2 separate regions of the Mus musculus genome follow, and region 2 is linked to region 1. A link is a contact called in public Hi-C data. All regions are on one chromosome and are shown on one strand. Each heading gives the region's core, a stretch centred on a gene start, on an enhancer-like site or on the middle of the called end of the contact. The rest is flanking DNA. Distances are from core to core; before and after follow the strand shown.

Region 1 (6,857 bases), core at 2,668-5,167:
GTGGGAGAGCTTACCCACTCTGGACAGTCCATCCCTAGGCAGATGGTCCTGGGCTGTTTAAGAAAGCAGGCTGAACAAGCCATGGAGAAAAAGTCAGTGAGCAGAGGCCCTAGGTGATCTCTGCTTTAGTTCCTGTCTCCAGGTTTCAGGTTCCCACCTCAGCTTCCCTCAGTGATAGACTATGATGTAGAAGTATTAGCCAAATAAAACCAAAGGGTCTAGCATAACTGGTTTAGGATAGTTGATTAGTAGAGCCCCCACCTGTTTTTTTGACTCAGTTTCCTTCATTGGGTGCAGGAGAGGCAATGAGGTGTATCTTGTCTCCATCCTACAGGCCTGGCCTACTCTGCAACCCCCAAGGCCCCATTTCCCTTCCCTGGTGTGAGGAGCCTGGACCCCCATCTCCCCAGCTGTTTTTGAGACCTCTCTGCGAATAACCCTGGGATCCTTCCAGTCAGCCCAGCTGCCCCCATGGCCGTTGGCCAGTAGAAGACTTAATCCTGTCTGTGGTAGCTCCTTCCCAGATTCCTCCTTGATGTATATTTAGCAGGCCAGGGAGGGTGAGCATTACAGGAATGCCAGCCAGGATGTCCTGGCTTGTCACGCCTCCTAGAGGGTGGGATCAGGCCAAGTGCTATTGAGGCTAGCCAGATGCTGCAGGGTAGGCTAGCACTACCAGGTACTGAGCTGGCTTCAAGCATAGGCTGGGCTCTCAGACCCTCAGGGTCTCATTGGGAAGCACTTGCTCTTTACCCGGTTCCTCAGGGACATGGAAGGATTGTGGGAAAGAAGACTAGCATCAAAGCATGCCGCAGTGCATGTGACCGGCCTGGGCTGATTGTGGGCGCTCCTGCTGCTGGGAAAGGCAGCTGAGACCGCAGGCTGGGGACTGGAATTATACAGAACACCTGTTTTGAGAGTCTCTTCCGGTCTGGGCGCCCACACTCTCAGACCTATGCTTTCACTTTGGGAAGTAACCAAGTCATGGTGGCCAATGGGGACAGAGAAGGAAGTTCTATGGCCTTCACTGAGAGTACTCCAGGGGTCCTGCCCTACGTGACCTAACTGCCAGGTGGACCTGTAGGTAGACAGTGTGGACACTGATGGACCACCTAAATTCACCCAGGGCCCCCAGGTACAGAGGCAGCTGGCTATTCACCTCACGAGGAGGATCCCTCCCCAGAACCCACATATAAGATACATCTTAGCCTCAGAGACCAGGACAAAGGACTTGGTCCAGCTAGCTGATCACCATCCCCATGGCTTTCTTCTTCCTCTTTCTGAGCGAAAGGAACACAGCAGGCAGATCCAGACAATGCCCCACTGCTCTGGGGTGCTTTCCCCTGACCAGTGGCCCTGGCCCTAGGATACCTGGGAGTAACCGTTAGGAGGCAGAGATTTTATTTGCCAGGGTGAGCAATGGGCCCATCCAGAAATGATCCAGGAATCATCAGCCATGAATCCAGGCCTGGCCCAGCCTGGATGGAGTCTCTGTTGGCTTCCCTGATGAGGGAGCATTGCTTCTCTAGTTTTAATAGTGTGGTAGCACACATCTGTGATCCCAGTCCTCGTGAGGCTGAGGTAGAGGTGGCAGGGTCACCTGAAATTTGAGGTCAGCCTGGTCTGTATAGAAAATTCCAGTCTAGCTAGGACTACCTATTAAGATCATTTGTGAAACAAATACAAGGGAGCCTGGGAGATAGCTCAGTTGATGAGGAGCTCAACTGGCAAGAGCAAGGGCCACAGTTTGGTCCCCAGAATCCAGGTTAGAAAAATCTGGGTGTGGTGACTTATTCCTGCAATCTCTGTGCTAGGGAAGCAGAAACAGGCAGCTCCCTGGGTCTCTGTGGCCAGTCAGACAGTCAGACTGCCCTGCTTGGTGGAGCCCAGGCCTTATTAAAAAGGAAGGAAGGAAGAAAGGAAGGAAGGAAGGAAGGAAGGAAGGAAGGAAAAGAAAGGAGGAAAGAAAGTGAAGGATGGATGGATGGATGGATAGACAGACAGACAGACAGGGGGTGAGGGGAGCCAGGGATGGCTCAGTGGGTAAAGGTACAACACTGACATCATTAGTTTGATTCCTGAAACCCACATAAGGTGAAAGGCGAGAACCAACCTGGGTTCTACACAAGCTGGGGCATGCATACTTGCTCCCACATCCTTCAAATACGTGCTAACAATAAACAAAAAGTTTACATCTGTTCAGGGAGCGTGTGAATGTCACAGCTTGCTCGTGGGCTCAGAGGACAACTCTGTGGAGTCAGCTCTCTCCTGTCCTTACAAAGAGGGTTCAAGGCACTGAATTGACATTGTCAGTTTGTGGGGTAGGCAACTTCACCCACGGAGCCACCTCACCAACCCATTAAAATCAGCAAACATGGCTGATGCCTGAGGAACAAATGAGATCCATGGTCATCCCCTGGCTTCTGCACTGACAGTCACATGTGTGCATGTTTATGTGCTCACCCATGCACATGCACACACTTGCACTTGCACATGCATGCACACGGGCACACACATGCACACTTGCACACATGCATGCGTGCACACAAGCACACTCGCACATACATGCATGCACACAGGCACACACATACACACTTGCACATACACACATGTCCACAGGCACACACATGCACACTTGCACATGCATGCACCCAGGCACACACAGGTACATTTGCACATGCATGCACACAGGCACACACATGCACACTTGCACATGCATGCACACACACGTTGTTGGGGGTAGAGCCCCACCCCCAGGGTTTTGAGTTTGTCAATCCTTTTAAACCAATCTCCAGGCTTTGGAAAGTGAGTCCTTTTGTGCCTTGCCCTCAGCTTCTGCTTCAGGGCTTGGCCAGGAGACTCAACAGCTGACTTTCAGGATCCCTATGAGAGAACCTCACAGAGATGCAAACAGAATGAGGGCCCTGGGATTAAAACAGCTATCCTTTCTGCTCACTCACCCTGTGGCTTCCTGGACCACAGTGAGACTGAAGAGTATAAATCCCTTCAGTGGCAAGGGGCCTGGCCTCTGGGAGAGGGAGAGCAAGTAACTGCTATAGGCCTGTCCACTAGACTGACTCAGACAGTACAGGAGGACGCATCCTGCTAGACACTGACCCGGGTTCTGGCAGAAGACACCCTCCTTTCCTCCTAGCTCCAAACTTTGTCTCTGTAACTCCTTCCATGGATGTTTTGTTCCCAATTCTAAGAAGGGGCATTGAGTGGGGGGAGATAGCACAATCCCCCTTGTTAATCTCCCCACTGTAGCCACATTGAATAAATCAACTTTCTCTGCTATGGCTTTTCTTACTGGCCTGGTAAAGATGGCAGATGGAGACTAGTCTATGAGAGCTAACAGGGACCAGGCTCAGATATTCATAACTCCACTCATGAGGAACTCAGCCTCATATATGGGTGGACAGAACTCCATGACACTCCCACAGTCTCTATCCCTTGGCCCATATGACTCCTGCGACTTCCTTTCATCTGTGGTTACAAGGGTAAAGGAGACTTACCTAGTAGGCATCAGCCATGGGAAAGCGGTAGTGCCTGGCCATTAGGTGACCTCGGGGCTAGGTGACCTGGCTTGTCCTAGGCCACCACCCCTCCTCAAGGCCCAGTTTCTGCATCTGGGAAGCAGAAGTAGGCACTGACCCAAGAAATCTAACCCAACCTTTTGTCATCTGGATTCTTTAGAGGCCAAGAAAAGCCAGGATTAAGGCTGGCTCCCCTGGGCTCCCCTGGTCAGGTGCACACAGGCGGTGCCTTGGTTCTGTGAACACAAACCAGAAACCACTTCCTGTGTGGCTGCAGTGTGAGTGGCCTGTAAGATTCCCACTACTTCAACCTCCCTCCTCCGTTAGTTCCCCTAAGTATGACCTCAGCGGGAAGGACAACTCCTACAAAGGGAAAAGGGAACAGGTTCAGGCCCTTGTGTTCCGAAGCTTGGTTCAGCTTGGTTCGGCTTGCCCCTGGCTGCATACTTCCCCAAGCTATGCAGAAGGACTGCGGTGGCGATCTGAGGACTGCTTCTCCAATCCCAGAGCCTGAGGACACTCAGCCAGCCTCCTTTATACAGGATGCAGCTCATCACCCGAGTGATTCCAGGCAAGGGTAGTACCCACACATCCTATCACACACAGCCTTGCTGACTATCACACGGGTGGGGGCAGGGATTGGGGTGAGCAGGGAGTTTGTATACAGCCTTAGGAATCCAAAGTTCCCTGTAAGGCTGTTGTAAGTAGTCTCTGTCTAGATCAGCTATTCTCAGTGTGTGTGTGTGTGTGTGTGTGTGTGTGTGTGTGTGTTGGTTAATGCCAACTTACTAGAATTCTGGACTCACCTGGGAAGGGAGTCCCACTGAGGGATTATCTGTATTAGGTTGGCCTGTGGGTGAATCTGAGGGATTGTCTCCGTTAGGTTAAAGGAGGTGGGAGCTGCCCTGAAACGTGGGTTACATGGTTTCATAGCCTGGATCCTGGATGCAGTGAAAAGGGAAACCAGGCATAGTGGCGCACGCCTTTAATCCAGCACTCACTCAGGAGGCAGAGGCAGGGGGACCTCTGCGTTTTATCCTGAGATCGAGTTCCAGGACAGTCAGAGCTACACAGAGAAACCCTGGTCTTGAAAAAACAAATAGGAAAAAGAAAAAGAAAAGGGAGGGGGGAGAGGGAGCTAAACTCCAGCAGTCTTTACATCCTGCTGCTTGCCAATGGATACAATGTGACTGATGGATACAATGTGACTAATTGTCTCCAGCCATTGTGACTTCCCTTCAGTGATGGGCTGTAATCTGGAAGTGTGAGCCTGGAGTAGGGGTGGGGGTTGTAGGGGTCAGGACCTCTTTTCTCTAAGTTGCTTTGTTCAGGGTATTTTATCACAGCAACAGAAATGAAACAGCATCCTGGTTCCTACGTGCTTAGTTGGGAAAGGGACCTGTGTGGAGCTCAAAGCAGGGAGGTGAAAGCTTCCCCCTCTCTCCTGGCTCACCTTACAGATATCACGGGGGCCTCCCTTTCTCTCCTTTTCTGCAGAAAGCCCACCAGGGGCTAAAATGGGGGGTGGGGAATGCCATGTGACCAGGCAGGCAGAGGCAGGAGCGACAATGCAGAGGTTTAAGGGTACCCAGAGGGTAGAGTTGCAGGAAGACCGGGTGGATGTTTGTCTAGAAGCCAGAAGGCTTAGTGGAGACAGGATGACCAAATGCTGTAACAGCACACTTGACTGGCAAACCAGTTGCTTGGTGTCAGACTGGCAAAGAGCACACGCTGTTTCCATTATGAATAGCTAGTGGATTAGGGGTGTTGATGGGGGGAGATCTTTGCCAGTGGGCCATTGTCACATCAGCAGGATTTTGGTAGCAGATCACCTCCTCTCTGTGGTCTGTCATCTTGCCTGAAGCAGTCCTGACTCTGTAACAGCATAAAGTCTTCTCGTTGTTTCCTCGGCCTCCAGGATGAACCCTGTAACTCAGCGTGGCCTGGTTTCTGATTTCCCCGTGTTCCTCAGCCCCACCTAACCCCAAAGCCAGCTCCCAACAGACTCCAGATGACCCTGAGGGTTGCCCATACAATTCTCAACACCTGACACAGCACCTGACCAACACACGGGGGTGGGGGTAAGAGAGCAGGGGAGCAAGCCATCTGGTATAAAGGCATCTTGTCTTTGAAAGGAAGCAAAGGGGCAGAGACAAACATCTCACTGCGGGCGTTGAGCGGCCTCCTGTCCATCCGGTAGTCACTGTATAAACTCTTCAGAATTTTGGGGTCCCCCTGGGCTCTTCAACCACCTGTGGCCCTATTGCCTTCCGAAAATCCTGCCATACCTCTTTTTTCTCTCCATGGCATCCAGGAGAAAGGGAAGGTCAAAAAGGTCACACAGGTGTCTCAAGGGAAGCCAAGCATCTGGTGTTTGATGCAAACAAAGGGACCTTATTGAAATTCCTCAAGACCCAAAAGTCCTCAGGGAGGAGAAGAGATGAAGATAAATGTGGGCTAGGACGGTAGCTCTTAGCAGGGAGGAAGGAAAGTCACAAAAGGGTCCTTTTGCTCTCAGGCACCCCAGGATCCTCCACGCCCCCTGCAGCTAAGAAAACATTCCAAGAGCTTGTTGCTACAGGTGCCCACATTCCTGTGTACCCGGGGGAGGTGGGGAGCCCAGTGGGAGAGCAGAGGCTGGCCCTTAAGTTTTGCTGCAAAGGCTGGGGAAGGAGCTTTTTAAAAAACCCTGGAGATACAATAGGGACCTTTAAGGAACCTGGAAGCCTAGAGTCTGGCAAGAGGCCATGTTGAGGTGATTGTGAGGTGGTCTTGGGGAGCCCCACAAGCAGAGTCATCTAGCCCCCCCTGACCTTTCTAGTCTTAGACCATCTATGGAAACAAATCAGTTGCTACCATTTATTTATTTATTTATTTATTTATTTATTTATTTATTTATTTATGGTTTTTTGAGACAGAGTTTCTCTGTATAGCCCTGGAACTCACTTTGTAGACCAGGCTGGCCTCTGCCTCCCAAGTGCTGGGATTAAAGGTGTATGTATTTATTTTAATGAGTACACTGTAGCTGTCTAAAGACACACCAGAAGAGGGCATAGAAGCCACCATGCGGTTGCTGGGAATTGAACTCATGACCTCTGGAAGAACAGTCAGTGCTCTTAACCACTGAGCCATCTCCCCAGCCCCAGGAGCTGCCACTTTGGACCAGGCTAAAAGTGGGCCAGGTCCTGCAGCTTGCAGTCACTGGGTCCAGGCCTGCCTAAGGTGGAAGGAGGGTTCAGTAGGCTCCCCAGTGGCAAGGTCAGGAGTGTCTCTCTGGGGTCAGCATGCTTTAGTTCATCTTGAGCCTATTCCTGAGGGAAT
Region 2 (6,739 bases), core at 1,205-3,704, 260 kb after region 1:
GTGTGCAAAGGCCAGGGCCATCTAAGCCATTGCTCAACTGAGACTCCACTCTCAGGTGACTCCAGGCTGTGTCTAGTCCACGGTGACAGCCAAGTAGGACAGACATATTGTATGTCCACTCGTTACCCAGGCAGACACACACTGTCAATATGACCGATTGGCATATTAGTCACACCCTGACCAAGGCAACCTACAGAAGACAGGGGTTGTTCTGATATCATGGTCTATCATGGTGCAGGATATATGGCAGCAAAAGATAAGTCTGTTGCCTGGAGCAGCAGCTGAGAGTTCCCATCTCAAAGCACAAGGAAGCAGAGACCCAACTTGAAATGATGTAATGCCCAAGACTTGTAGAGATGGTGTGTCATTCACACGACCACATCTAAGTGGTCTGTTCCTTTATAAAAAGATGCATAAAGGTAAATACTGACTGTCCAGTGGGCGTGTCTGTGAGCTGTTTTATTGATGAGATTAATCAAGGTAGAAAGCCCCTCCCTGACTGAGGGCAATGCCGTGTCATTGGCTGAGGGCACCAGCGCTCATCTCTCTGCTCATCTGCAGACTCACTGGCACCAGCTGCCTCATGTCCCTGTGGCCATGACTTCCTCTCCATGTTGTACCGTGTGTCCTCAAACTGGAACAAATGTGCTTCTTCTCAGGCTGCTGTACCATGTGACTAGGTGTTCTTCCTGTGAGGTCACCTAGGCCTATGGTCAAGCAGGATTCTATGACTTCTCGAGACAATGCTACTCTCTGAGAGGAGGCCAGTCATGATGTGACAACAGGGAACAGGTGGGGACATGAAAGGGCCTTTCAAACTGATTCTCCAGGGCACATTAACTAAAAGGGACAGCAACAGCCACCTAAACGTATCCTCGTGCCTGAAAATTCCCACACCCAGAGGTCGTGACAAGGAAAACCCCCAAGTCAAAGCCCAAGAGATTCTAAGTCACAGAGCCTGGGGAGTCTGCATTTCCAAAAAGACCCATGGGGGGGGGGGTGTCTATGGGGAAGTCTAACCACTCTCTCAGTTAGGGTTTTCTGTTGCTTTGATAAGCACCATGGCCAAAAGCAACCTGGGAAGGAAAGGGTTAAGTTCATCGTACAGCTTACAGGCCATCATCCAGGACACAAGGACAGCAGGACCTCAAGACAGGAACTCATCAGGCTAATTGGCAAATATCTTTCTGCACTAAGCCATCTCATCAGCCCTGGTTTATTTCATTTAATCCACATGGGAATCCTAATGCCACCATACAATTCCTACCCCACACTGGACAGAGAGGCTCCAAGTGGCAACTATATGCCCCGGCAAGGCTTTGATCTGTGGTTGTCACGAGTGATTCTCCGTCCCCAAATTCCGGCAAGTCACAAGTTTTACTAAGAGCACCAGTATAGCATTCTAGTGCAGCACACACAGTGGAGGGCCTAGCACATCAGTAATAGCATCTGGGGCTCAATGATAAAGACGAACGGCCGAGCCGAGCACTTGGCATGTTCTGCAGCATCTTCTCATTTATTCTTCACGGTCCTGCAAGGAAAGGGCTGTCGCTCCTCACTAACTTTTAAAAAGATTTATCTTTTTATTTTATTTTTAATATTTATTTATTTCATGTATGTGAGTATACTGTCACTGTCTTCAGACACACCAGGAGAGGGCATCGGATACCATTGCAGATGGTTGTGAGCCACCATGTGGTTGCTGAGGATTGAACTCAGGACCTCTGGAAGAACAGTTAGTGCTCTTAACTGCTGAGCCATCTCTCCAGCCCCTATTTTTAAAGATTAATTTATTTATTTTATGTATATGAGTACACTGTCACTGTCTTCAGACTCACCAGAAGAGGGCATTGGATTCCATTACAGATGGTTGTGAGCCACCATGTGGTTTCTGGGAAATGAACTCAGGACCTCTGGAAGAGCAGCCAGTGTTCTGAACTGCTGAGCCAACTCTCCAGCCCCCGATCTTATTTTTTTCAGCATCTATTTTTATTTATATATTTATGTCTGCATGAGTTTATGTGCAGTTCATACTGCAGGTGCTCACAGAGGGCAGAAAAAGGCATCAGGTCTCCTGGAACTAGAGTTACAGGGGTTGCAACCTGCCTGATGCTGATGTAAATGCTGAGGACAGAACCCAGGTCCCGTGTGTGAGTTGTGAGCACTCACAATTAGTTAGCCATTTCTCCAGGACCAATTTATTGTGCTCTTAAATATGCGTATGTATACACGTATGTGGTAAGGGAGTGGTATACGCACATGTGTCCAGGAGCCCGTGGAAACCAGAATAGAGCTTCGGGTCCCGGGAGCCAGAGTTACAGGCAGCTGTGAGCTGCACAACACAGGCACTGGAACCTTGGTCGTCTGCAAGAGTAGCAAATGTTCTTAACTGCTGAGCCATCTCTCGGGCCTGCAGTTCTTCATCATTACCACACTGTGGCAGCACTTGCAGCTGGCTTTGAATAAAGGACTCTCAGATGTAGAGACAAAGTGGACTTCTCATACGTGGACGACAGGAAGCTTGTGTGTGAAGGTTCACAGCGGTGCTGTTTGCAACAAACAAAAACCAGGAGGCGCCATGCGTCCTTGGAGGGGAGAATGAATGAGCATTTGTGGTGTATTCGTTCAGCTCAACGCTACCAAGCAGCCCTTGGAGCCGTAAACTGCAGCAACATTGGCAAAACAAGAGAGTCTAGGAGGTGATTTTAAGTCAAAGTACCAAGGAAGCCGAGCATGGTCGTTCATGCCTGTAATCCCATCACCTGGGAAGCTGAGACAGGAGGATTGCAATGAAGTTGAGGCTAGCCTGGGCTACAGTGTGAGACCCTGTTTCAAAAGAGAAAAGAGACCAGGTACTAAGAGTGTGTGCTACTCTGGAAAACAGTTTGGTTCCCAGCATCCAAGTCAGGCAGTTCTGGAGTGCCCGTTACTCCAGCTCCAGGAGATCAAGCGCCCCCTTCTGGACTCCAGGGGCATCTGCACTCACATGTGCCAGGCACACACCTCTCCCCAGAAACACATAAATAAAATTTAAAAAACTTTAACACCTTTAATCTTAGCACTCCGGAGGCAGAGGCAGGTGGATCTCTGAGTTTGAGGCCAACCTGGTCTACAAAATGAGTTCCAGTACAGCCAGGGCTACACAGAGAAACCCTGCATCAAATTATTATTATCATTATTATTATTATTATTATTACAATAAGAAATTAAAGACCAAAAAAAGCAACTAGGTGATGGTGGTACACACCTTTAATTCTAGGAGTCAAGAGGCAGAGGCAGGTGGATCTCTGTAAGTTTGAGCCCAGATTGTTCTGCAGAACAAGTTCCAGGACAGCCAGGGCTACACAGAGAGACCCTGTTTCAAAATAATCATGCGTGCACACGTGCATAAAAAAAGGAAGGGAGATGGTTGTTCCTCCAGGCGATCATCGAATTGGGATGAGCATATGGCTAAAGCAGCTCACCACTAGGTTCCTTAGGGTTCTTCTGTGCTCCTGTGGCACTGGGATGGAAGAATGAATGAATGAATGAATGAATGAATGAATGAATGTCATTTATTCATGAATGATAAATGAGCCAGATATCAATTTAGTTCAACCATAGTCCAGTCTGATTCGCTATACCCCGAGTTCCATCTTAAAGAAAACTGAGCTGAGAACTTAATAAACGGACCCTTTGGATAGAGGGATTGAGTTACCCTCTCCCAGTCTTCATTCAACTGTACACCTCGGGGCTGGGGACAGACAGCCTGGAGGACCTGGGAGCACCTTCTGTCTCTTTTTGGAAAATGGCTGAAATCAGATCCCTGTAAGCAGGTGGCAGGCTGGGTGGGAGAGGCCGCTGGAAAAGGATCATGGCCAAGTGAGGTGTGACTTCAACAAAGAGAGAGCTGCAAAAACATGATGCCTCCCTTGCAGAGAATCTCTTGCCTGTGCCCTGGCAGCTGCTGCGGTCTGGGGGGAGGGGTGTGTAAGGGAGGGGTCATCTGTATTATTATCAACAGTCAAAACTGACGCTTAAAGAGCAAATTCCTCCCCAATAGGCAATATGCATATTCAAAATCCCAGAAAGTGATCGATCACAGACAACTTCTCTGAACTAAACACATTTTTACTTTAACATTTTCTATTACATTTTACTTAATTTGGGAGTGTTCAGGGGGCGGGATCATGCCACAATGCACATGTGGAAGTCAGAGGACCACGTCTGGGAGTTTTACCTGCTAAGCACTTTTTTTTTACTTGCTAAGATGTATTTCTGACCCTGACTTATTTTTAGAGGATACGTTTATAGGGAAGCAATGTGATGTTAGAATATTTGTCACACACAGTGCGGGATTATGAACTCTCTCACCTGGAATTCTTTGTGACAAGAACCTTTTAAGATATGTTCTATTTTTAATTATGTATATATGTGTGTATGTGTGGAAGGTGGGCGCATGCATATACACACAGGTGCCAGAAGATGCCAGAGGCATCAGATCCCGCCGGCCTCACCCCCTCCCCGCCCCCCCCCCCAGAACTGGAGTTAGAGTGCTGGTGGGCTGGGAATGGAGCCCAAGTCCTTTTTGAGAACAGTATGTGCTATTAACCACTGAGTGACCTCTCCAGCCCTAAACTTTTTCAAATAGAACGTGGCTGTGACCCGAATTCACTGTAGTGTAGAATGGTTTGCTAAAATGTGCTCAGTAAAGAGAACTTGAGTCCTTGGACCAGGCTCTTCCACCACACAGTGAAGGAATGGTGCAGGAGGGATCTAAAGGGTTGTAAGTAAGCTTTGACTTTACCTGCTATCCTGTTGTGCTCTGAATATCCCCTTCTCTTAGGGACTGTGAGTTTGTCCATTCTCAACATTAAAGTTGCCTGGAGACGCTGCTGAAGACAAATGTCCACTAGGTGGCAGCAGTGAGTCATGGAGCGCTTCACACTCTGTGGCGGAACCCCTTGAATGTAGAGGAAACTCTTGGGAAAGGGGGAACAGCTGAGGGGCCAACTGTGGAGGGACCAGAGAGGCTCCTGGAGTCCCAGCCAGGGGGCTGTCTTCATAGTCAGGATGTTGAAGTAAATGTGACTCACGATGGAGTCATTAGATGCTTCCTGTACCACTCTGGAGTGGTGAGCCCTCTTAGCTCTGAGACCCTGACCCTTCCGATGGGATTACAAACCGAGTCGAGCTGAGCCGAGCCGAACCTGAAAAAGTCCCCGTGGTGGGAAGTTTTCAACTAAGGAGCAGAGCTAAGAAGCTCTGAATACACTTTCACAGTCTGAACTGGGTGTGAGCTGTGACTCTTCATGAGGAACGCCCTGGCAGGATGGACGGTGGCAACGCAGCTCTACCTGGGCCAGCATGGCTCAGGGGCTGCTGACCCAATGAGCCCGCTGCGTGAACTTTGTGGCACTTGCTGCCCTCGGGTCTCATTATGCAGCTCTGAGCTGGGAATGGTATCGTTACCAGCAGGTTACTGAGTGAGATTAAGTTAGATCCATTAAACAGGCAAAAGAGCCTGGCACGTGATTGCCACAGTACATGGTTCATTCATTATTCATCCCTGATTCTCTGGAAAGCATGTGCTAAGGGGGAAGACAAGGGACAATAACCATGTGGCAGCCCGTGTCCTGGAAAGTGACCTAAGTGACTGACTCTCTCTCTCTCTCTGTCTCTCTGTCGCTCTCTCTCTGATCTCCCTCCCTCTCTCTGTCCTCTCTCTTTTTCTGTCTCTGTCTCTCTACCCCCTCTATCTGTCTCTCTCTGCTCTCCCTCCCTCTGTCTGTCCTTCTCCCTCTTTCTCCCTCCCTCCCTCCTCTCCTTCACTATATAGCCCAGGCTGACCTCAAACTCACAGCTATCTCGCCCTAATGTCCTAAGTGCTAGGATTATAGATGAGTACCACTTGGGGCCTTTCTCAAGGATGAAGAGAGATGCAAGGTGACCCTGTCCTCGGTGAGCCTTCTCTGAGTCTCACCTCCTTGCTCTAGCCTTCTGTCACACTAAATCCATATTGTTCCCAATGACAATGCCCAGATGGAGCACACACAATGGGGCAGACTCCGTGCCAATGTGTCTAAGCATCCTTCATTTAATTTCCACAATAACCATAAAAAAGTCACGTGGAGATGAGCCTGGCAAAAGAGCAAACCAAGCTGCACACTCAGTAAAGGGCAGGTCGAGATGGGTCCAACGTTCGGGTTGTAGCTGCTTATGCTATCTCATCTCCTTCCCCGACGGCCCTTGTCACGTGGGATGAGCAGCCCTACCTGTCAGTCACGTGGAGCGCACTGCCGTCTGTCAGAGGCAGGAACTGTGGCTCTTTTGTCTGTGTAGCATGAGCGCTGGCAGAGGCCTGGCCAGGGGTGAGTGGATGAATGGGGAATGAGCCTCTCACAGCTCCCGGGAAGGAGCCGTAGTCACCATTGTTTTCTCTGGGTCAACCCGACCCATAGCCTCCATTCCCACCAGGGAGGACAGGCTGCGGTGGAGGACCCTGCCCCTCCCGTGCGGCCCTCACTATCGTGGAACTTAGCCATGGACCTGTACAAGCCCCTCCAGAAGGTAGAGAAACTGCCAGAACGCCATCCCATCTCCGAGCCACAAGGCTTTCTGCAGCATGAAAGCCCCGTGGAGTTTATCATGGAGTTCCCAATGAGCCTTGACCATTGGACTTAGCAGGTTGCCAGCCTGACGTTTATCAGCATGGTTCAGGCACAATTCCTTAATGACCCAGAATGCACCTGCTGCTTAA

The links. Hi-C and Micro-C count contacts between places; a contact is called where the count stands out from the background.
Region 2: a Hi-C map of bone marrow-derived macrophages shows a contact between it and region 1, with 25 read pairs. The contact joins two enhancer-like sites. A contact is called at or near these places in 9 of 39 promoter capture datasets (the C10 cell line, the HPC-7 cell line, the SN4741 cell line and 5 more), 30 of 484 Hi-C or Micro-C datasets (B cells, LSK cells, bone marrow-derived dendritic cells and 13 more), 6 of 115 datasets of contacts at active chromatin or transcription factors (the HPC-7 cell line, bone marrow-derived macrophages, embryonic stem cells and 2 more) and 1 of 9 other capture datasets (embryonic stem cells).

What each region holds. Positions count from the first base shown.
Region 1 is chr11:114,814,529-114,821,385 of GRCm38.p6, forward strand. No RefSeq gene overlaps it. Among named protein-coding and RNA genes, the nearest start is that of Gpr142, 14 kb to the left of the region's middle. Within about 2 kb of position 3,918, at least 47 of the 459 cell types and tissues checked have an H3K27ac peak or open chromatin away from gene starts, as enhancers often do. A contact at or near this core is called in bone marrow-derived macrophages, where this site is marked.
Region 2 is chr11:115,078,622-115,085,360 of GRCm38.p6, forward strand. No RefSeq gene overlaps it. Among named protein-coding and RNA genes, the nearest start is that of Cd300e, 20 kb to the left of the region's middle. Within about 2 kb of position 2,455, at least 29 of the 459 cell types and tissues checked have an H3K27ac peak or open chromatin away from gene starts, as enhancers often do. A contact at or near this core is called in bone marrow-derived macrophages, where this site is marked.